Regions from separate parts of the Mus musculus genome. Here all the other regions are linked to region 3. The links are chromatin contacts, called in public HiChIP or PLAC-seq and promoter capture Hi-C maps. All regions are on one chromosome and are shown on one strand. Each heading gives the region's core, a stretch centred on a gene start, on an enhancer-like site or on the middle of the called end of the contact. The rest is flanking DNA. Distances are from core to core; before and after follow the strand shown. Region 1 holds the start of Snhg8 (small nucleolar RNA host gene 8). Region 2 holds the start of 4933405D12Rik (RIKEN cDNA 4933405D12 gene). Region 3 holds the start of Abcd3 (ATP-binding cassette, sub-family D (ALD), member 3). Region 4 holds the start of Mettl14 (methyltransferase like 14). Region 5 holds the start of Usp53 (ubiquitin specific peptidase 53).

Region 1 (4,042 bases), core at 389-2,888, 1.7 Mb before region 3:
GAATGTGATGCAGCAGAGGGGGCCGAAAACTAAAGGCATCCAGGGCACCAACCCCCTTCCCCTCAAGAAGACCTTTTTACATCTCCATTCCTTATTCCACTTGGATTTCCTCTAGCAAGAAAGCCCATTCGTGTGTATGGGATCAACTGTTTATATAGTCTTTTCACACTGCAGCTTTGGGGAAACTCCATCCCTTGGTTTGTGTTGTCTCCTCCTTCCTGGTGTGCAGTTACTGCTGTAGAAAAGTATCAATAGCTTCATTTCATGTAAACACGAGTAACTTCCAGACACGTGAGTAGAGGACTGACAGCACACTTGGTATTTAAGTAATCTGAACCGGTTCTACAAGCGACTGTGTTTTGTATTACTGCGAAGATATGGAAAATGTAGTGCATTGCAATTTAAAGTAATGTTAGTACTTTTCCATGCAAATTTGTGTACATGTGAGAGGGTATCCATTTGGTTCAGTGATTGTTCTTTAGAGAGTTGTTTGCTAATCATTGACTGTAGTCCCCAAAAAAGCCTTATGAAAATGTTATGCCCTGTGTAACAGCAGAGTAACATAAAAACAAAACTACATTTTGTAAAATAAAAAACCTGACAGGTGCAGACAGGCACAAAAGAAAAACCCACGGAAAGATGCAGGCTACCATCTACTGGCCAGAGAAGGAAGGCCCTTAATCTCGGACTTCTCAGCTCAGGACTAATACAGACCATTCTTAAGGACACCCTCAGAAGACCATCCAGAATGTAAATGAAATGTTTGGGCAACGCGCCGCGGTTACTTGAGCCTTATGATGAACTAGTTCTTTCAATTCAGTAGTGATTATTTTAAGTAAAATGAGATAGTGGGTGAGCGAGCTGAGGTTCACGAACCCCTCTAGGTCCTTCAAATGCGAGTATTGTCTCCAATGAATTCGTTCCTACTGACTCCTGCACGGTGTTGCCCTAACCGCACCCTTCCCAGCCTGTAATGATCACAGCTTTCTAACTAACATTCTCCATGACGACAACTGTCATCTCCATACTCCATCACTAAAGGCCCTCTATTCTGTCTCATAGCGGGCTGCACGCGGGAGTGAGATATGCCTTCCTCCCGGAAAAGCCGAGGGCCGGGCGGGTCTGCTCGCACTGCCCAGGCTTCCCGTTCTCCCGGTTCGAGAAACCTTCCGGCGCGCTGTGTCGGGCAAAAGTGAGATCAGATCAAAAGGGCAAGCGGAAGGGCGCAAGCGGAACCATCAACCCCGATGGGGGCAGAGGAGCCGCCAACAGCTCTCGGGGACAAAGGGCCGGCGCCATAGGAAGTGATGCCGGGGGAGGCGGCAACGAAGGGACCTTAGACTTTGGGTCCCAGAGAAGAACGCAGCCAAGAAGAGAAAACGCGCGCACCGCCAGAGCTTCAGCCACGAGACTTCTGACACCGCGAGAACTGTGGTTTCAGCTCGGCTTTTCCCCGCCCACCTCCACAGCCCGCCCATTCCTGTGACGCACGCATCGAATCCGGGCCGCCTGTACACCAATCAAAGTGACGAGGCGCGGGAGAGCTCGGAATGGGCGGGAAAGCCCCGCCCCTCGCGCGCAGGCTCTTGGGAGAGCGTCACCCGGGCTATAAAAGCGTGCGCGCACCGTTCAGAAGTCTCTTTGGCTGCGATCCGCCTACGAGTATGTAGTTGTATGGTGGGGATGATATCTTGGGCCTTATTTGTGAGTGGCCGAGATGCGGGAGACACAAGGTGGCTATGGTGCTGGCCGAAAGCCATCAACTCTGCAAGAGCGCCGTGAAGGTTAGCGCGACGACCACCATGTAAAGCCGATACGGTGTTGGGCGGCGTGACGCAAGTTCGCCACCGCTGGGTCGGATGGTGAGTGACACCTCTGGGGTTACACTAGATTTTTGGGCTGTGAAACTCCATGTATCTTTGGGACCTGCCGCCTGTGGCAGTCTCCCTTCCTAGCCATGGAAGAGCATGTTCTTGTTATTGGCAAAGCTGTCACCATTTCATTGGTACCAGATTCTGACTTGAGCAAGTGACATTCTAAGATTGTAAGAGTCTACACGACGCTAGAAAAATGGACTTCAGTTTTCTAAACTAGTATTGAAATATTTCTAGGAAACGCCGGGACCCGTTGCTGTTGAACAGTGGAGGAAGTGTTAAGGTAAGATTCATTTTTGTGGTGTTTTCGCGGTTCTGGGTAGTGAGTGGGCCTTTACTGTTAGGGTGAAGTTTGCTCTTGTGCTGACATTAACATAAGTAAACAGCCCGTAGTATAGTCACGGATATTCTGTAATGGGCCTTTTTTTTTTTCTTGCAGGTACTGTAGTGGTTGAGATCGTCTCTGGTCAACTTACAGGGAATCTTCGCTTTTAATTTTTGAAAATTGAATATTTTATATTAAATAAAAGATGTTTGGTGTGTAATAAGACTGTGTCCTGTTTCTGGAGGTTGTGTGAATTAAGAGTTAACGATACAGGAGACATTTGCGCAGGAAATAACTGGGTTAACTAGGCTTCCAAAGAAGATAGGTTTGATTGTTACAAAGGTGCAAGATAAATGTTGGCTTGGAACATGAGTGATTAATAAGCCACAGACGGTTGCCCTTAATGAAAAGTATCTTTTGCTTGCTGCTCTCCAAGCCTTCTAGTGTGTGCCATTCAACTTCAAATCTCCAGAAGCCAAGTATGTAACACCAGCTAGGGGGTGTGTTGTGACAGGTGCTGAGGGGATACTTGTGACCTTAGAGGCTTTTGTGTCTGGGATTTGAGGTACTGAGACTCACACTCAAGAGTATGATAGGCCTTATTTAGGGAAGCTTAGGAACCAGGGGGTGATTCCTCTGCACAGAGATTATTGGGATCCAAATTCCCACCAGATGTCTCTGGGCCTTCATTCCTATTTAAAAAGGGCTGCTGTAAGGTCATGGTTCCACAAGTGGTCAGTAATTTGTATGGCCTCTTAACTGCTTGCCATTTCATGTGTTAGGCTTTCTGGTACATAAGGAGAGCCTCTTTAAAACATTTGTCAGGTTAGTCTCAGGAGATCTGAACTTACTTGAAGGTACCAGTAGATGGCGTACTTTTTCATGGTTCAAAAGGCAGAATTCAAGTTTGACATCTGCCTACTGTTCTAGAGAAATGATTTTGATAGTGAAGATTTGAACTTAAGAAAATGATGTGCTGGTCTTAGTGTAGGTAAGATCAAAAAGGTTAAATGTGGGCACCTAATCAAGGTTCCTAGCCCAAATTTTGTAGATTTAAAAATTAAAACTAAGATTTGCTAGAATTTCACCTTACATAAAAATTGTAATAGGCAAGGATAAGACCTGTACCCCTGAACTACTGGGTTCTCTCAAATTCAAAGGAATCGCAGGCTTGTCATTTCTGGCATGGTGCCAAGTATGAAGACTGAATGGTTACTGTTTTACTATTTTCTTGAGCTTTCCATAAGTTACAGACTGGTGACACTTTTTATCCAAGGTACAAAGGCGGGGACTCTGGTATAAACTCCAGGAGTGTCTTTGACTCCACATCCATACCCCCAGGAAGTCACCCCATACACAACCCAGGACTCATCAGGCTTTTCACACATGAGTGGTCCTCCACTGTCTCCCTGGCAGCTGTCCACACGGTTGTCTTCTTGGAGGTTCCCAGCACAGAGCATTCTCCCAGTAAATAGTCCCTTGTACCTCTCTTTACAAAACCTCTTGGGTAACAGAGGCACAGCAGCTTGTTGTAGAGTTCTTGAGTAGGCACGACCTGCTCAGACCAAAAGAAGGCTGGCGTTAGTCAATGGGATTTCAGCTAATGATCACATTTAGCAGTTTAGTAGTCTTATAATGCCTTCAAAGGCATTTCAAAATGGCTGTTAACTTAGAAGTAGCTATGGTGCTAGCTGTGTAGCAGAAGGCTCTAGTATTGGATGTTTCAGAATTAAACTGCGTACAGTTTCACATACAAACATGACGTGTCATTTATCTAGTCAGGTCATTTGTGGAAAAACATAAGTGTACACCTAGCAATTGAATTCCATCAGCTAGTGCTAAA
Region 2 (3,753 bases), core at 1,144-3,643, 1.1 Mb before region 3:
CATGTTCTAAAAGGGGTGGGGTGGGGTGACTGGTCTCACATCAGGGAGGCTTCCTTTACTATTTTCCCAGCATATCAGCTCCTATTCCTGAAACACAGACAGACCCAGGAATAATGTTTTGCCATCTGTCATGGATCCCTTAGCCCAAAGTGACCCAAAAATTCACCATCATACTAAGGTCTCCATCCTAGAAATGTCCAGTTAGCTGACAGCTGTGGTGGGCTGGCCTGGGGCTCAAGAGAATAAAGTACTTGTGTGACCTAATGGCAAGCTATTAACCTCCCCACTCTACCACCAGAGAATCTGACACAGTGTGAAACTAAATTCAGTGATTAAACATTTATTAGAGAAAATTAGTAAGCAGGTCCCAGAGTGTGGTGAACTCAAGAGTCACCTCGGCCCTGTGTGCTAATACGCATACTTCAGTTACACCTTGCACAAAAATTACCCAAGCAAATGCAACAGTATCTTAAGACAACTGTAAACAGTTCACCAAATAGTGTGAATTATAAGGGAGAAGAACACCCCCTCTGAGTATTTTAGACAGTTCTCATATACTGAATAGCACTAAAACCAACAGTAAAGAATTTCTAATCACCCAGGTCTTAAGATGACAAGGAACAGCTTCCAAAATGTTTCTAGTAGCTGCTTTGGGACTGTGGCCTTTCTGAGTAAGTGCTACCTATTCAACTCTAGATAATTATTTTATAATAGCATAGTTTTAAAACAATATTTGAGAAAGTAAGCTTCACAAAGATAACTTTTTTTTTTTACATACATTTATTTCCCATAAGTACTTAAGTTACAGACATTATTAAAAATATATATTATCTATCATTTAGCTACAATCATTACTTCAACCATGAAAAACAGGTTTTAAACATATGATAGTACTTTAGTGAGGTCAAGGGCTGAAGAAAAGGTTAGATAGAGGTGCCGAAGTCAGCTGCTGGAGTCCTCTTCATTCAAGAGTCTATAGTCGTTTTCAAGATTCACTCCAGAAGCCCCATTCTTGACTCAGCAAACCGGTCTGTAAAAACCAAATACTTGTTTCCTTCATCTGCTTATTTTGACATTTAGTGGGACGCTGAACATAGATACTGCTAGCCTATCCCTACATAATTTACACTATTGATAAGGAAAACTAAAGGCCTACATTATTAAGTCATGAATTTTCTACCCAGAGGTGAAAATGAGATCATTAAAAATAACTAAATAATAAATCACTGTTCTTGAAATGTCTATACCAAAATGACTTAACGAGTTTTTATCAAAAAACTGTTTATCTTTTCAAACCCCCCCCCCATTCTCTGCCTTCTAATTTGCCACAAAACCGAAAAAATGAGAGCCAAAGAAACCCAAGATACTCCATTCTTTGACAGATGTAGGACTGGGGATACTCTGGAAGATAATACGCGTTTATCTGCATAAGTTATGGACAAGTTAAGTTTACAAGGCTTGCTTTGGGCTAAGCATTTTAAGCAGGCGCACAACACTCAAATCACTTTAGATATAATCACATTTAACCTGTCATGCTCTATTTTTTATTACTTACGATATTTATTTACTTTTATTTTTATTAGTTTTTAGTAATTATTTTTTATTATTTACGATAGATCTAATTATGGGTATAGGTTTCTAACACTTAACAGTTCGTTTGTGGTGATGAAACAGACAAATATGGGAAGTCAAGTTTTCTCCACACTCCTCTTGCCACTGGGGTGTCAAGGAAATCCATTTTCGCTCTTCCAACTCCGCCATCTCTAGCTGCCGTCCCTCCCTCCCTCTCCGAGAAGACTGAAGCAGCCGCCAGCTTCCTAAGCTCTTCAACTCTGCAACTCAGGATACTCACCAGGGCAAGAGGTACACGAAGACGAACAAGGCCAGGTCGAAAAGGATGAAGAGCCAGAGATCCAGCCAGTAGGAGTGTTTCGGAAGCCCGTTCATCCCGGACTGAGGTGCCTCATCTTGGTTCCTCCTTCCAGCTTCGAACGAGCCCCTCCGTTCCCGGACACCGTCGGTACCAGACGCCGCCTGGCTCACCTCCATCTCCGCGTCGTTTCACTTCCGCGCAACTGAGACCAAACCTGAAGACCGCTTCGCGCCCAGTCTAGCAACCAATTCCGGGTAACCCCGCCAATCGACTAGGCGCCCCGCCCCCGCCGCCGCGCCCCGCCCCGCCCCCGCGTCCCCGCCTTCCGGACTGCGCAGGCGTCCTCCCTTTCTAGGAATTCGCCTTCTTCGGCATTCCCGGGAACGCGCAGACTCCGCTGGGCCGGCTGCTCTTGGCGCAGGCGCTCTGTTCCACCACCCCTCCTCGCCCCCCGAACTTGGCGAAGGTGTCTGCCCCGCCTCCCCGACCGCACGCATGCGCTCTGTGCCCCGCCCCGTTGCTTCCTGGTGGGGTGTCCCCTTGCGGTGTTCAGAGGTGGTTTCTAAGGTGCAGGTGAGCTCTCTCACGTAGCTCAAACGCTGCCTTGCAGGGTGCATTACTGGTTCTCCCGGTTTCTGGGATGAAAACTGTCTCAACTCCTTTTCTCTGAGATGATGCCAGAACTTCAGGAACCGCCTCAAAGGATTCCAGCCTTGCCCACCCACAAAAGTAGTCTTTTTATAAACATGAGCGTGTGGGGGGATGTTTTTCTTTCTTCCTCCCTTCTTCCTTCCTTCCTTCCTTCCTTCCTTCCTTCCTTCCTTTCCTTCCTTCCTTCCTTCCTTCCTTCCTTCCCTTCCTTCCTTCCTTCCTCCCTCCCTCCCTCCCTCCCTCCCTCCCTCTCTCTCTTTCTTTCTTTCTTCCTTCCTTTTAAAAAACTAGATCGTGAGATTCTCTGATAATAACTTTGGAGACGACAACATTGTGTGACAATGTAAAAAGGTTGGCAGACCCCGTAGAATCATCTCTCCAATACACGTAAACTTTTTGGTTTCTTACATGTTTGGGAAGTGTGTACAGTTTGAGAACTTTGGATGATTTTGTACAGACTTGAGCGATTTGCTCATAATTTTTGAAACAGTTTTGATGAGGTGGACGTTGTAAGGGTCCATGATTCGCTGAAGAATGATACTCCAGACTCAAGTAGTTTGTAAACACACAGAGTGTTTTATTTTGTCGAAGTCCAGCATGCTGGAGTCTCCCATTACCAAGTATGCTCGCTGCACATTGGGGGAATTCTCGGATAGATGGGCTTTGTCTTACTCTTATCTCGGGCATTCCAGAAGCATAACCTTGGTGTGGTGGCTAGAAACTTGCCTGAGGAATCCTGGGGTAGGTGGCCTTATCTACTCTCTCTTAAGGACATTCTGAAACTATTGCCTGGGTGTGAGGGCTGAAAACCCATTGTCCTTGCTTCAGGCCAGGTTGGGTTTTTTTTTTTTGGGGGGGGGGGGGTCGTTTCTGATGGTAGGGCACTTTCTGACTAGCTGCCTGAAGCCTAGGATTTTAGGCCTAATCCCAGGAACTGCCAATTAGAAGTCTGTCATGGAATTAGCCTGTCTCAATTACAGTCACGAATTTTCAGAAGGCTCAGATAAGGTAAAGCGTGGAATTTACATAGGTATTTCATGGGAGTATTTTAATAAGCCACTCAACTCTATGTCAGAATATCCTGTAACCATTAGATAAAAACCTGTTGGAGTCTACTAACTTAGCAGCCCACTAACTTATACCAACCAAGTAGCCCTGATAGCATCGTGGGCTTACAGAAGAGCTTTCTCCTTTCCTAAATCAGCCTTTCTAAAGTACCCACCAGTGTA
Region 3 (4,260 bases), core at 446-2,945:
TCCTTCCTTTCTCTTTCTTTTCTTTTCCTTTTTAAGATTTATTTATTTTATGTATATGAGTGCACTGTAGCTGTCTTCAGAAACCTGAAGAGGGCATCAGATCCCATTACAGATGGTTGTGAGCCACCACGGAGTTGCTGGGAATTGAACTCAGGACCTCTGGAAGAGCAGTCAGTGCTTTTAACTGCTGAGCCATCTCTCCAGCCCGAAATCTATTATCCTACAGATGATGTTTTCAATCAGTTTTAGGAACTCTCCTTTCATTATTACAAACTCTTCTCCCCCAAGTTTCCAATGCTTTTATACTGCGCTGCAACTCACTAGTGAAACAATGCCTACCCAAGTCCTCCCACCTGCTAGCAGACTCCTTTGGCCTTAGGGTGTAGCTTTGACGTCATCCTATTTGTCAAGTGTTAAGGAAAAGTTCTAGGAAAATTCTAAATTCTCTTATTGGTATTCTCATAGCACTTAGTTCACTTCTCTAAGCTGACACTTAAACTCATCCATATTTTTCTTCATGTTTTTCTTCTGCACCAGCCTCTGGAGAATAAGGGATTGATTGTTCATACTTGTATTCTCTGTGCCAGGCATACCTAATTACCTAAGTGATTCCCAGGGTAATGGGAAAACACACAAACGGCATATGGAGGATTTGGTACAGGCTCTACTTCTGCGTAACTTAGACTTTTGACGATTGTTGAGCACCTGCACACAGCACACACCACGGTGTGTGGTCTTTGCCATTCTCATAACCATTTAACCATTCACACAGAGAAAACACCTAGGCATCACTGTTTCATTGGTTCCTTTTATGCGTAGGCAACATTTATATATTTTGTGAGGTTTTAGAAGCTTCCTTTCTGACACTTGCTTCTCGACAGTTTCTTAAACTGAAAACAGCCATTCATTAAGTTATTGTGCATGCGCTAGACTAAACGCTAGGGATAACACTTTCTGCATGATAGGGGTGGGACAGGAGAAGAATGCTGTAATCTGTAAAGTTCGTCTGCTTCTGGGAGTAAGGCCAGCATTAATACAACGCACGATTGTTATTTCTGAATGTCCCTTTGCAAAGAACAGAGTTTCTCAAACTTTCTTTGACCAGACCTAACATAAAGAAATACATTTTTTTATCGCCATCCTTGTACATATCTACCAAAAAAGAGTAATTGTTTCTTAAAACTCCTTTTTGTCACGCACTCTGAGCTTTTTCCCACTACATTATTTTTATAAAAAAATTAACAGAGTGGTGGACCCGTCCTCCCAAACCGATTTTACAGAACTAGAGACCTAATCCACGGCGACTTGAAATAAGATTATCTGATTGTAGTCTTTCTTTTCCAGGTCTCCCTTCACTCCTTAAGTTGCAAATATTGACCTTTTTAGTGATGGGGCCGTTCCCCTCCTCCCCCGGCTTCTTTAAGAGGGTGGTACCGACCCATCCAGGGGGTGGCGGAGGGGCAGGGCCCACGGAGTCCGTGGCGCAGGCCCGGCCCGCTCTTCCAGTTCTTGTGAAAGAAAGCTAGGGTGTGTGCAAGCAGAGATCGCAAGGCCGAAGCGTGGGCTGCTGGAGACCGGCGCGGAGGACTAGCGTTGTCTGCCCGCCGCGTTTCCGGCCGAGTCCGCGGGGGTCCGCGCGTGCGCAGAGCGTCCCCCCGGGGAACGACCCTTTCGATCGCCCCGCGCCCGCGCGCGCGCCCGGGAAGCCAAAGTCCACGGTGGGCTCGGCGCGGCGGCGCGCGCCAGGGGGCGTTCCCGCGCGGCCGGCCCCGCCCTCTCTCGGCGCCGAGCTATCCTCCCAGTTTCCCCCGCGGTTCCTGCACTGAGGTTGTCGCCGGCGCGTCCCCTATCCCGCGGCTCGCTCGCCCTGCCGGTGCCATGGCGGCCTTCAGCAAGTACTTGACGGCACGGAACACCTCGCTGGCGGGGGCCGCGTTCCTGCTGCTCTGCCTACTCCATAAGCGGCGTCGCGCCCTCGGCCTGCACGGGTGAGGCTCGCGGCCGCGCCGCCTTCCCCGGGCCCGAGCGGGGAGCTCCGGGCGCGCGCCTTGCCCTTCTCTCCCAGGTCCCGAGCTGCGCGGGTGCCCGCGGAACCGGGCCAGCGGTCCCGGAGCCCTGCGGCCCTCAGCCTGGCGGCCGCCGCGCAATCTCAACACCACGGGAGGGAGGAGGACACGCCGCGTCCCTGCGCCCCCGCGCCCCCTCACCATCTCCCCGTGCATGTCAACTTTATGGGTGCATTCTGGTTTTGCCATCTCATCGCCACTGAACGCTAAGGTTTGCGTTCGTTCGGGATGGGCATTTTACTCGCCAGCTCGACTCCGGAGTAGTGGCGGTGGATAGTAGCCAGGGGCGTTCCTGGGGTTTTCTGGGTCCAGTGGGCACGATTTTCTTCTAAAGCGGTGCCCTCTTTTTCCGGAATTGGTCAGTGAATGCCCTCATTTGGAAAGGTTGAATTGGCTCAGCGGTGTGTGGAGGACAAAGTTTCCTCCGTCGACTTTATAGGTGAAAGGTGAAAGTGTGTTTTAGGTGAAGATCACTTGTTAATTACACCATACAGCTACCTGCCTGGAGAGAATGTTAAAGTTTACTTTGAACTTTTGGGAGATTAGGAAAGAAGGGAGAATTGAGTTCTGGGGGTGGGATTACAGGCACAATTTTAACTTCTTGTCGCCCATTTGATTTCAGCGAGCGACAAAGAAAAGGTTACTTCCTAACTAAGCATTCTTACTAGTGTTTGGATATTTAGTGTCCAATCTTAGAATAATGCTTTCATGCATTTTATTTCATCAACCCTCTGGGTAGGTACTATTTATTGTCTCCTGCTTTTGGTTTGCTCGGACTATCTTATTATTAGAATTTGGCCTAAAATACTAGCAGAGAGCTCCATGTATCCTTTCATGAAGTATTTTCTGTCTTATCTACTTTGACTTGCTCATTGGCTGCAGCATTGGCCCTTCTCTTCCTAAATCAGCTTTACAAAATAATGATATGCCTCTCCTTCACATACTATTCGTCCTTTTTAAGGGTTCTTGGAGGGGGACGATTAATTTGAAATATTTTTCTATTAGATCGTGCCCTTTCTGAACTCTCATTTGGGATTAGAAGTTATCAGTTACTTGGAATGTGCCGATAGAACATAGTAAATGCTTTACATTTAATTACTTGAATTAGTCTTTGTAGGGAAGCGTTTCAGCGCCTAGAGTAGGTATTTTAGTAGTGAGGGAACTTGACTGCTAACAACTCTGACTGATTTAAAAGCAGTTCTCAAGCCGGGCATGGTGGCGCACGCCTTTAATCCCAGCACTCGGGAGGCAGAGGCAGGCGGATTTCTGAGTTCGAGGCCAGCCTGGTCTACAGAGTGAGTTCCAGGACAGCCAGGGCTACACAGAGAAACCCTGTCTCGAAAAAAAAAAAAAAGAAGAAAAAGCAGTTCTCTTTACTGGGACACTGTATACATACAGAAAACAATATGCAGCATAAATGTCAGGTTTGCAGGTAAAAGACACCTGTGTAATCAGTGCCCAGATCAAACAGCAGACTGTTATCAGCACCCAGAAAACCCCTATGTCCCTCTCCAGTCACAGTCCAAGCCAACAGCTCTACTGGGAAATAATAGCAATAGAGGTGACATGGTATAACACAGTTTATCTTCCTAAATAATTGAAGCTGTTCATCTGCCATTCAAAAAATCTTTTTGAGAAACTTTGTGAACTTTCTGAAGATAGAATTATGCAACAGGTAGTTTACTGAACAAAATAGAGTTGCTGATCTTTCATTGTCGGATGAGTAGCAAAATCTTTGCTTTAGGCATTAAACATTTTGAGGGGTGAGGATGCAGATTATGAGCAGATAAATTCAAAGCATACATTATTGAGATAAAAATGATTGAGCTTACATAAGTCACTACTATATAACTACAGGTTATATAGGCATATATCTAATAATATTAGAACATGAATATATATATACATATATATATATATATATATACACATACACACACACATATATACACACATATATATGTATTAGATACTTTGTACTTTCTTATCTTTCAGTCCCTATCTTTGGTTTCACAGTCTGGAAGTTCTGTTTTACTGGCCTTTGGGTCCATTTGGTAACAGAGCTAATTAATTTTAACCTTCTATTTTACTGGCCCTTGGGTGCATTTGGTAACAGAGCTAATTAATTTTAATGTCTGGTACTTAACTAAGGAATAAGTGGTTGCTCGTCTTTATTTTTGTTCATCTTGTGAAT
Region 4 (3,834 bases), core at 963-3,462, 1.6 Mb before region 3:
CATGAATATGGGTAAGGGACATGTGGGGTGAGCAATAGGGGTCCGGAAAAGACTAGAAGGTGGAGGGTTACAATAATCCAAATGAACTTAATGCATATATAAAACTGTCGAAGAGGAAAATTTTTAAATCATGTTTAAAAGTCACACCTTCTGATGTTGGGAATTAACTTTCATCACATATTTTTGGAAGAAATTAACACATGTAAGAAATGATGGGAAGTGTTCTAAGTATACAATATCTAAGGTATACAATATCTAAGGTATGCAATAGGCAGCTGGATATACAGGTTTGGAGATACCATTCCTCAGGGGCTTGGAGGCAACAGTGCAAATTGTGTGAATCATCAGTCTTTTAAACAAACTGCCTACAAATGGAATTGCTTCCCTAAAGAGTCTGAGTTACATATGGGCTTTGTTTTCATCTCCCTCTTATCCCACTCGCACACACTTGTGATCCTTACCCTGAGATGAACGGATGTACAAACAGGCATGTCAGAATCTACAGGTGTACTGATGCAGTCTAATTTTTTAAAACTTCAGTGGTGGGGAGATTTTAAAAGTCATATCCCTTTGTAAAAAATCCAACAATTCTCTGATGGATCTCATTGACTTCATAAATACTGTGAGATAGTGTGGATCCACTGGTTTTCAGCCCCACTTCATGCAGGAGATCCCAGTTCACATAGTTATTTTAAATGGAGAACATGTATTGGAATAACAGCCTAGAGCTGATGGGACAGAAGGAAGGAGCCGGCATGTTCATATATTTTTTGATCTTTGAGCCTTCATAGACTCCAGAGCTCAGCACAGTACTTGCTATAAGAAATGCTCAGTGAATAAACATCTAGTCCCGGCAGTCATAATTATCAAATAATATAGCTAAGTCTGAAAGAGATATACCTTAACACTATATAGTCAAAATAATTTACAGAAGACTTTTTGAAAATTAACGTTTTTGTCATATAATTCTACTATTATGCAAGGAATTTTTGCTTGATTGTTGTTTTTGAGATGGGGTTTCTCTGTGTAGGTCTGGCTGCCCTGAAATTTGCTCTGTAGACCAGGCTGGCCTCGAACTCAGAGAACTGCCGGCCTCTGTCTCTCGGGTGCTGGAATTAAAGGCATTCGCTACCGCTGCCCGCTCTGTTTGTGTGTTGTTATGAATGACAGGGTTTCACTACGTAACTACCGCTGTTTGCTTGCATTTATTTATTTATTTATTTATTTATTTATTTATTTATATGAATGAATGAATGAATGACAGGGTTTCATTACATAGCCTAGCGCTGCCCGCTCTGTTTGTGTGTTTATGAATGACAGGGTTTCACTACGTAACTACCGCTATGTTTGCTTGCATTTATTTATTTATTTATTTATTTATTTATTTATTTATTTACTACGTAACTACCGCTATGTTTGCTTGCATTTATTTATTTATTTATTTATTTACTACGTAACTACCGCTATGTTTGCTTGCATTTATTTATTTATTTATTTATTTATTTATTTATTTATTTATATAAATGAATGAATGACAGGGTTTCAGCGCTGCCCGCTCTGTTTGTGTGTTTATGAATGACAGGGTTTCACTACGTAACTACCGCTATGTTTGCTTGCATTTATTTATTTATTTGTTTGTTTATTTATTTATATAAATGAGTGAATGACAGGGTTTCATTACATAGCCTAGGCTCCAAACTCCTGGGTCCTCCTGCCTCAGCCCCCCAAGACCCTCTTTCTCTGTTCTTATTTATTTATTTATTTATTTATATAAATAAATGAGTGAATGACAGGGTTTCATTACATAGCCTAGGCTCCAAACTCCTGGGTCCTCCTGCCTCAGCCCCCCAAGACCCTCTTTCTCTGTTCTTTTACAAAAGCTCGCTAACTTGCCAAGGTTACTGAGCGGCGATCCAGTCCTTCACAAGCCGGTCAGTATTGCAGTGAAAGAAACCCACAAGCATCCCTCAAATATTAAAAAGCCAGGACTGGCAGGCGGACAATTGGTTAACGGGAAAAAGAAAAACTTCTTTTATGAGCAGGAAAAACAAAAAACAAAAAAACCGAGCCTAACCCTTCAGGAAAGACTTTAAGCACTAAGAAGATAGCCAAAAGCGGCTCCTCGCCCTCAACCACCACTACATCCCCATTGGGTCTCGTCGTGTGACATCATATCTTCGGCGTCCTGGAGGCGGGACTTCCTGTTCAGGCATAGCCTGTTTCAGGCGCGCCGGAAACTTCCTCCTGAGGGACGTGAAAGTCTCCGGGTCAGAATCTCTGCGGGGCGGGACCCGGTGTTTCCTGGTTTGGCAGGTGGATTTGCATTTTGGCGGGCGCGGAGTCTGTCGGGGTGGTGAGCAGCCGAAGCTGGGGCATGGATAGCCGCCTGCAGGAGATCCGGGAGCGGCAGAAGTTACGGCGGCAGCTCCTAGCTCAGCAGGTGTGCGGCGGGTGGGAGGGAGCATTAGTGCGCGTGCGCGGCCGCCTCTTTTAAAAAAAATTTTTTTTTTTTTTTTTTTTTTTTTTTTTTGGTGAACTCTCACATCAGCATCTGTCAAGGTCTTTGTCCCGGGACTTTTATTCCCTAGTCTACTCGAGTGCCTGTCAGAGTCATTACGTAGAAAACCAACCGCTGCCAGGCTTGGGCTTTCTGTCCCCACCGTGGCGGGCACGGACTTGAGTGGTGGGGGTAGACTTGGGAATTGTCGATGAGTGCAGTGCTAGTAGTTGCTACAAGAGCAAGTGGCAGTTTTAGCCCTTACATTTCACCGTCACTGTTGAAGCAGTGTTTCATGTCTTGCCTTTCTCCCGCGTCAGCTTCAGATTCTTTATTTTTTTTAAGATTAGTTTTTATTTTAAATTATGTGGGGTTTGTCTCTCTGTGTGTATATATATATGTGCACGTGAGCACAGCGCCAGAGGTGTTGGATCTTTCTGGAGCTGGAACTACAGGTAGTTGTGAGCCTCCTGGTGTGGGTGCTTGGGACTTGAACTCAGGTCCTTTGGAAGAGCAGTGCATGTTCTTAATCTTTTCTTGATATTGGTTTTGAAGGAAGTTTGATTATTTTCTTGAGATCCTGTCGAAAGACTCATTGGAAGCCACCTAAGTTAGAGCAAATTTTAGATTCTGCACTTAGAACACAGTCTACCTTCAACCAAACGTTTGAATCCTTACTTGGTAATTTATTAGAGACAGGAGGTGTTACGTTCACTAGTACATTAGGACTAGGTTTCCAAATTTTAACGTTTTTCCCTAGCCAGCCCTCACCAGAGAATTCTCTAAGATTCCTCTCTCTAGAGATTACTTTTCAAACCTTTCGCTTTCATTGAAGCTAGTGAATGAAGATGTGAGTGCTTGCCGTTTAGTAGACCATTCATGCAGGGAATACATACTACAAGTTGTTTTACTTAAAAATCTCAGGCTGTTTTCATTACACCATACAAATCAATATAAGTAATGGAGGGAAATGCTCAAAGCTTGAGTGAGTAAATTTTAGATTTCCAATGAGTCTTTCTCGCCAGGATCTCAAGAAAATAATACAAACTTCCTTCGACACCAGTCTCGAGAATGTGAAGGTGGGCTAGAGAGAGAGGTGGCTCAGTGGTTAAGGTAGAGCGCTGTCATTTCTCATTGCTAAATCTTGGGTTCCTCAAAGAACTTTCTGAAGGAATGACTCGTATTCTGAGATGAGAATTACAAATAGAGAATCAGACAATGCTCTAACTATCGGAAGTGAGTGTTCTGTCCTCTGACCAAGAAGTCGAGAAGATTTTTCTGGAGGAGGTGAACCTGATGAGCATTTCATTATTGGAAGAGAGTTTTCACTGAAGAAA
Region 5 (4,139 bases), core at 1,376-3,875, 1.2 Mb before region 3:
TATGTCACAGAAACCGAGATATACATGGAGGAACTGGTTTTGACTAGAGTGTTCTAAGGCTCATCCCTGAGTCATGGTCTGAAAAATCTCTTCTTACTTAGCTTTAGTTTCCTCTCTAACTCTTGGTCACACTCCAAACTAATCATGCCATTCAAGAACCTACAAGGGCCCCCATTACACCAAGCCCACGCTAGCCTTATTTTACTTTGAACAGGCACATGTCTTCCTTCACACATCCCCAGTAGCTCTAATTTTTGCCTAAACAGTTTTATCAATTCTAACAAACAAAATCAACTACAACTTTTCATCCCATTCACTAAACATGTATTTGTTAAACACTGGTGCCAGATACTTAATGGTTGGGAGCCTTTTGCTGCTTCTCTGAAGCAGAGAAAAATCTGCCTTTTAGGCAGGGTCAAGGCAGGTCAGGTCTGTTGGCAGATTTCCTGGCCTGCTGAGGCATGGAAAGATAAGAGGAGATACACTTGAAGTTCAAGGCGAGAGGCTGAAGATTCTATTGACCTAGGTGGGAGGAATAGGGAGGGTTTTGGATGGGAACAGCAAATTGTTTGTTAGCTTGTGGCTTTGCTTCCCAAGGTACTGGTATAAAAAGGCTATGAGACATACACTCCCTGCTGGTGTGATAATAACCAGCAGCCCTCCCATATCTGTCTCTTGCATCTTTTCCCGATCTTTCCTATAATCCGCCTCACTCCCCAAAGGACTGTTTTGATTTCATAGCAGCCAGACTCAACTATGCCCTAGAACTTCAGTGAAAAAAAAAAAGATAGTTCTTGCTCTCTAGGGCTTAGTTAATATGCAATTGCTTGTCAGACCTCCTCATGAATGTTTTTATAGGTAAAAGACTTCGCCTAACATCTAATTTTGCCTCAATCTCTTAGCTGCTTTTTCTCCTTGTTGCATTTCACAGTACCCCACCCCATCAGCCATGACTTACCACACCTAGCTATAATGACTTCCAGGAACTACTGGATCCCCGCTCCTCTGGACAGAAAGTTGCTACTCCTACCAGTCCTCAGAGGCAGGAATTTAGCCACAGGGTAGTACATTCCTCAGTCTGAGTTATCAGAAAGAGGTATGCTGGTACTAGGAAGTGCTGGGCTTCACCTAGATGATCTAGTGTATTCTCTGACACACCAAAGCTACTCCCTTGTAGGAACCCTTAACCAATGTGGTGAAGATGGTTCCTTCATAATTTAGGTCTGCTCACCCAGGGACTGTTTGAATCTAACCCCCAACATTCACCTCACATCGAGGAACAGTAATTCTGAGTTAATACAACCACACTGTGACCTTCCTAACTACCATTTTTTTTTTTTCCTGGGGGAACAAGGCGTTCAGATCTTGTTACGTCAAGAGTAGGACATTAACATAACTAAACCTGGACTGCTTGTTCCTTGGTCTATTTTTAAGACATATTTAAGGCACTCATGTAAAATACATCCGAGAATACACAATATAGCTGAAGGGGAAAGAGGTGACAGAAGATATATTAAACAACACCTCAAAACAGAGTGCACCCGAGAGGAAACAGTATGGTGCCAATTCTTTACATTTCTAAGAGCTGGTTTCTCCGGCTCCTTCCCGTCGAGGTTTTAATGTTAATGTTGAGGACGGCGTCTATGGCTTCATGTTACTTCTTTTATGTGGTACATAATAAATTCTCACTGATCCCGGGTCAAACACAATAACCTCACTGCATGTCACCCACCAACCTGCAGGGTCTCCCTCATGCGATTTCTTCAGGTAAACTGGAGTCCCCTTTGAGTTTATCTAAGTCAACTTTTATGACTCACGCCAGCTTTGGAAATGTCTTCCAAACCTACATCTACCTTTTTGAGTCATCTTAATCATCAGCCAGGTTTTTTTTTCCCCCCTTTGTTTTGTTTTTCCTTTTAATTATCATCCCAAATAAAAGTTTCCCAGACAAAGGCTAGTCTGGTTCGCAGCAGCAGCAGCTTGCAACTCAAAACCTGCTCCACATCGCGGAGAGGATGCTGCCAAAATTTCTGACAAATACTAACTGGGTCAGCGCGGTTATGAAGACGTTCGTTTTATTAGTGGTCACGAAAGCCCCACTTAGGGAAAATACATTCGCGCCAAAGGACACCATTCAACTGCAAACAGACCGTACCGACTCCCTAAGGGGACCGCCGGGGTGCCGACCCAGCAATGGCTGAAACCCACAGAACCCCGGCTCAGATCCCCGCGCATCCGCACTCAGGCTGCAAAGCCGCCAACCAAGGCGGACGACGGCGGGACGCCCGCGTCTGCCGTGGAAATCCGCCGCAGTCCCCAGCCCACCACGCAGCCGCTCGCCGATCCGCCACGTCCCGTCTCACAGCCCGCCCCGCGCGCCACCCCCGCGTCGGGGCAGAAGCCCGAGCCCTGCTCTCGCGGGATCTCGCGCCTCACACAAGCCCTCGGAAAGGGAGCATCACCCGCGGGAAAGCCGGGAACTCACGTGCGGGGGCGGGGCGGGGCGGGGCGAGACGAGGAGGCGGGCCCGGCGCAAGGGGGCGGGGCGTCCTGACGCGGGGGAAGGCGGGGTCCAGAGACCTGTTGATCGCAGGTGTCACTGCCCAGACCGGCCCCTGGGTCTTGGGCGTGCGCGCATGCTCTGCGCGGGTCTGGCGGCTGAAAGCGGCGGTGTGGCCGTCTGTCCCTGTGCGTGTCGCTTTGCCTGTCACGACGTTGTGGGTGTCGGCGCGAGGCGGAGCCGGGCCAGTGGGACTGGAAGGGCTACGGCGCCGGGAGGTAGAGCTTGGGGTGAGTCGCGGGAGCCCCCGCTGGGCAGAGGGCGGAGGACTCTCGGTCCCCACGGCCTGGCCCCGCTCGGGCGCGCTAACCCGGGTGGCCGCAGGCTGAGGGCGGGATTGGGCCGGGTCGGGATGCGCTGGCCAGGCTCCTGCGGTTCCCGGTGCAGCCCCACAGCTGCCGGAGCACTGAGCCTTCACCAGGGCTCCAGCGTGATTGGCGTTCCTCCTTGGCGGAGCAGACTGGATTGGATGTGATAGAATCTTGGCTTGGTTGGTTTCTCAGTAGCTGGACAGACGGACGGAGTTAATGTTTAGCTTCTAAACGGCGGTTTACGGTACAATTACCAAACTACTCGCCGGCGGCGCGGGGGAACAGGAAGTGCCTGCGCAGGTGTAACCGGGAGGATGTGAAGCCCTGCAATCTGAGCCTGTTTTGAGGTTTTGTTATTCTCCTGGGGTTTGTTTTCTCCGTGCAGATCCCGATAAATGCTTGCAAAAACGTACTGCACGTCCTTATCTGCTTGCGGTCTTCCATAGCTGGAAACATATTCTTTCCTCCAAATATATTTTCAAGGCTACTTTTGAGGTACATGGGCAGTAAACCTAAGTTCTCTGTGGTGAGCCCTGGAGCTTGTTTAAGACCAGGCACGCTGATTTTCACCTTTAAAAGGTGGAGCCAGTGCTGACACGAAGTTATGATAGAATGGATTGGTGACATTGATAACTTGTCAGTTTTATTTTCTGTTGTTTTCAATTCTGTGTCGATGATGGTCGAGGCAGAGATCCCTCATCCTATTCTGTTAAAGAAAAAAGGAAAAAAAAAATAGTGAAGAAAGGGTCTTCAAAAGTAATGTGTGATTTATCTGCTATTGTCAGAAGAATTCCTAATAGATTTTCTGCGGGCAAGAGTTGTATGGAAAATAAGGTTTTTGACTTATCTTTTAGAGACTTTTAAAGTGAGCTCCTTTGGACAACTTGCTATAAACTTACAGAAGTGATTTGTTTAGTTTGTAAATCGAATCAATGTATTAAGTATTTTTCCCAAAGGATAAAAAACAAGAGACCCTCCAAACAAGCCTTTTCCTTAGGATTTTTTTTTTTATTTATAAAGTTGTCTATCGAACTCATGATACGTGGCACTAACAGTTTATTACTTTAAAGGCGTCACTTTTTTTTTTTAAATAAAAGTGCCATTTTAGTGGTAGGACACATTTTCTACTTATTCTTGCCCTTTAGTAAGAAAGCACCCCCCCCCACACACACACACAATGCCCTTACAGTTTCACTATGTGCTCTGATTCAAAATATTTCTTATATTGTTTAATTTCAGAAGTTTATTTTCACTATGTAGTGTCGAAA

Evidence for each region. HiChIP or PLAC-seq counts read pairs in DNA pulled down with a chosen protein or histone mark. Capture Hi-C pulls out chosen DNA fragments and counts their contacts.
Region 1: an H3K27ac HiChIP or PLAC-seq map of double positive thymocytes shows a contact between it and region 3, with 7 times the contacts expected there. The contact joins the promoter of Snhg8 here to the promoter of Abcd3 in region 3. A contact is called at or near these places in 2 of 484 Hi-C or Micro-C datasets (B cells and double positive thymocytes) and 2 of 115 datasets of contacts at active chromatin or transcription factors (double positive thymocytes and regulatory T cell precursor).
Region 2: a contact with region 3 is called in a promoter capture Hi-C map of liver, with 2.9 times the contacts expected there. The contact joins the promoter of 4933405D12Rik here to the promoter of Abcd3 in region 3. A contact is called at or near these places in 2 of 39 promoter capture datasets (cranial neural crest and frontonasal cranial neural crest) and 1 of 9 other capture datasets (liver).
Region 4: a contact with region 3 is called in a promoter capture Hi-C map of adipose tissue, with 2.7 times the contacts expected there. The contact joins the promoter of Mettl14 here to the promoter of Abcd3 in region 3. A contact is called at or near these places in 2 of 9 other capture datasets (adipose tissue and liver).
Region 5: an H3K27ac HiChIP or PLAC-seq map of thymic regulatory T cells shows a contact between it and region 3, with 6 times the contacts expected there. The contact joins the promoter of Usp53 here to the promoter of Abcd3 in region 3. A contact is called at or near these places in 1 of 39 promoter capture datasets (pre-B cells) and 1 of 115 datasets of contacts at active chromatin or transcription factors (thymic regulatory T cells).

The regions. Positions count from the first base shown.
Region 1 is chr3:123,505,932-123,509,973 of GRCm38.p6, reverse strand. It overlaps Snhg8 (small nucleolar RNA host gene 8), which reads left to right and starts at 1,638. Exons shown (of 1, transcript NR_028574.1): 1 at 1,638-2,422. Snora24 (small nucleolar RNA, H/ACA box 24) reads left to right here and starts at 1,908; the gene lies at 1,908-2,037. It overlaps Prss12 (protease, serine 12 neurotrypsin (motopsin)), which reads right to left. Exons shown (of 11, transcript NM_008939.2): 11 at 3,372-3,754. The coding sequence ends at 3,447. It also overlaps the pseudogene Gm9369.
Region 2 is chr3:122,922,756-122,926,508 of GRCm38.p6, reverse strand. It overlaps 4933405D12Rik (RIKEN cDNA 4933405D12 gene), which reads left to right and starts at 2,393. Exons shown (of 6, transcript NR_046036.1): 1 at 2,393-2,446. 1810037I17Rik (RIKEN cDNA 1810037I17 gene) reads right to left here and starts at 2,112. Exons shown (of 2, transcript NM_024461.2): 1 at 1,853-2,112; 2 at 315-1,030. The coding sequence starts at 2,049. The coding sequence ends at 1,030.
Region 3 is chr3:121,812,737-121,816,996 of GRCm38.p6, reverse strand. Abcd3 (ATP-binding cassette, sub-family D (ALD), member 3) reads left to right here and starts at 1,695. Exons shown (of 23, transcript NM_008991.3): 1 at 1,695-1,988. The coding sequence starts at 1,879.
Region 4 is chr3:123,384,368-123,388,201 of GRCm38.p6, reverse strand. Mettl14 (methyltransferase like 14) reads left to right here and starts at 2,212. Exons shown (of 11, transcript NM_201638.2): 1 at 2,212-2,440. The coding sequence starts at 2,375.
Region 5 is chr3:122,982,933-122,987,071 of GRCm38.p6, reverse strand. It overlaps Usp53 (ubiquitin specific peptidase 53), which reads left to right and starts at 2,625. Exons shown (of 16, transcript NM_133857.3): 1 at 2,625-2,790.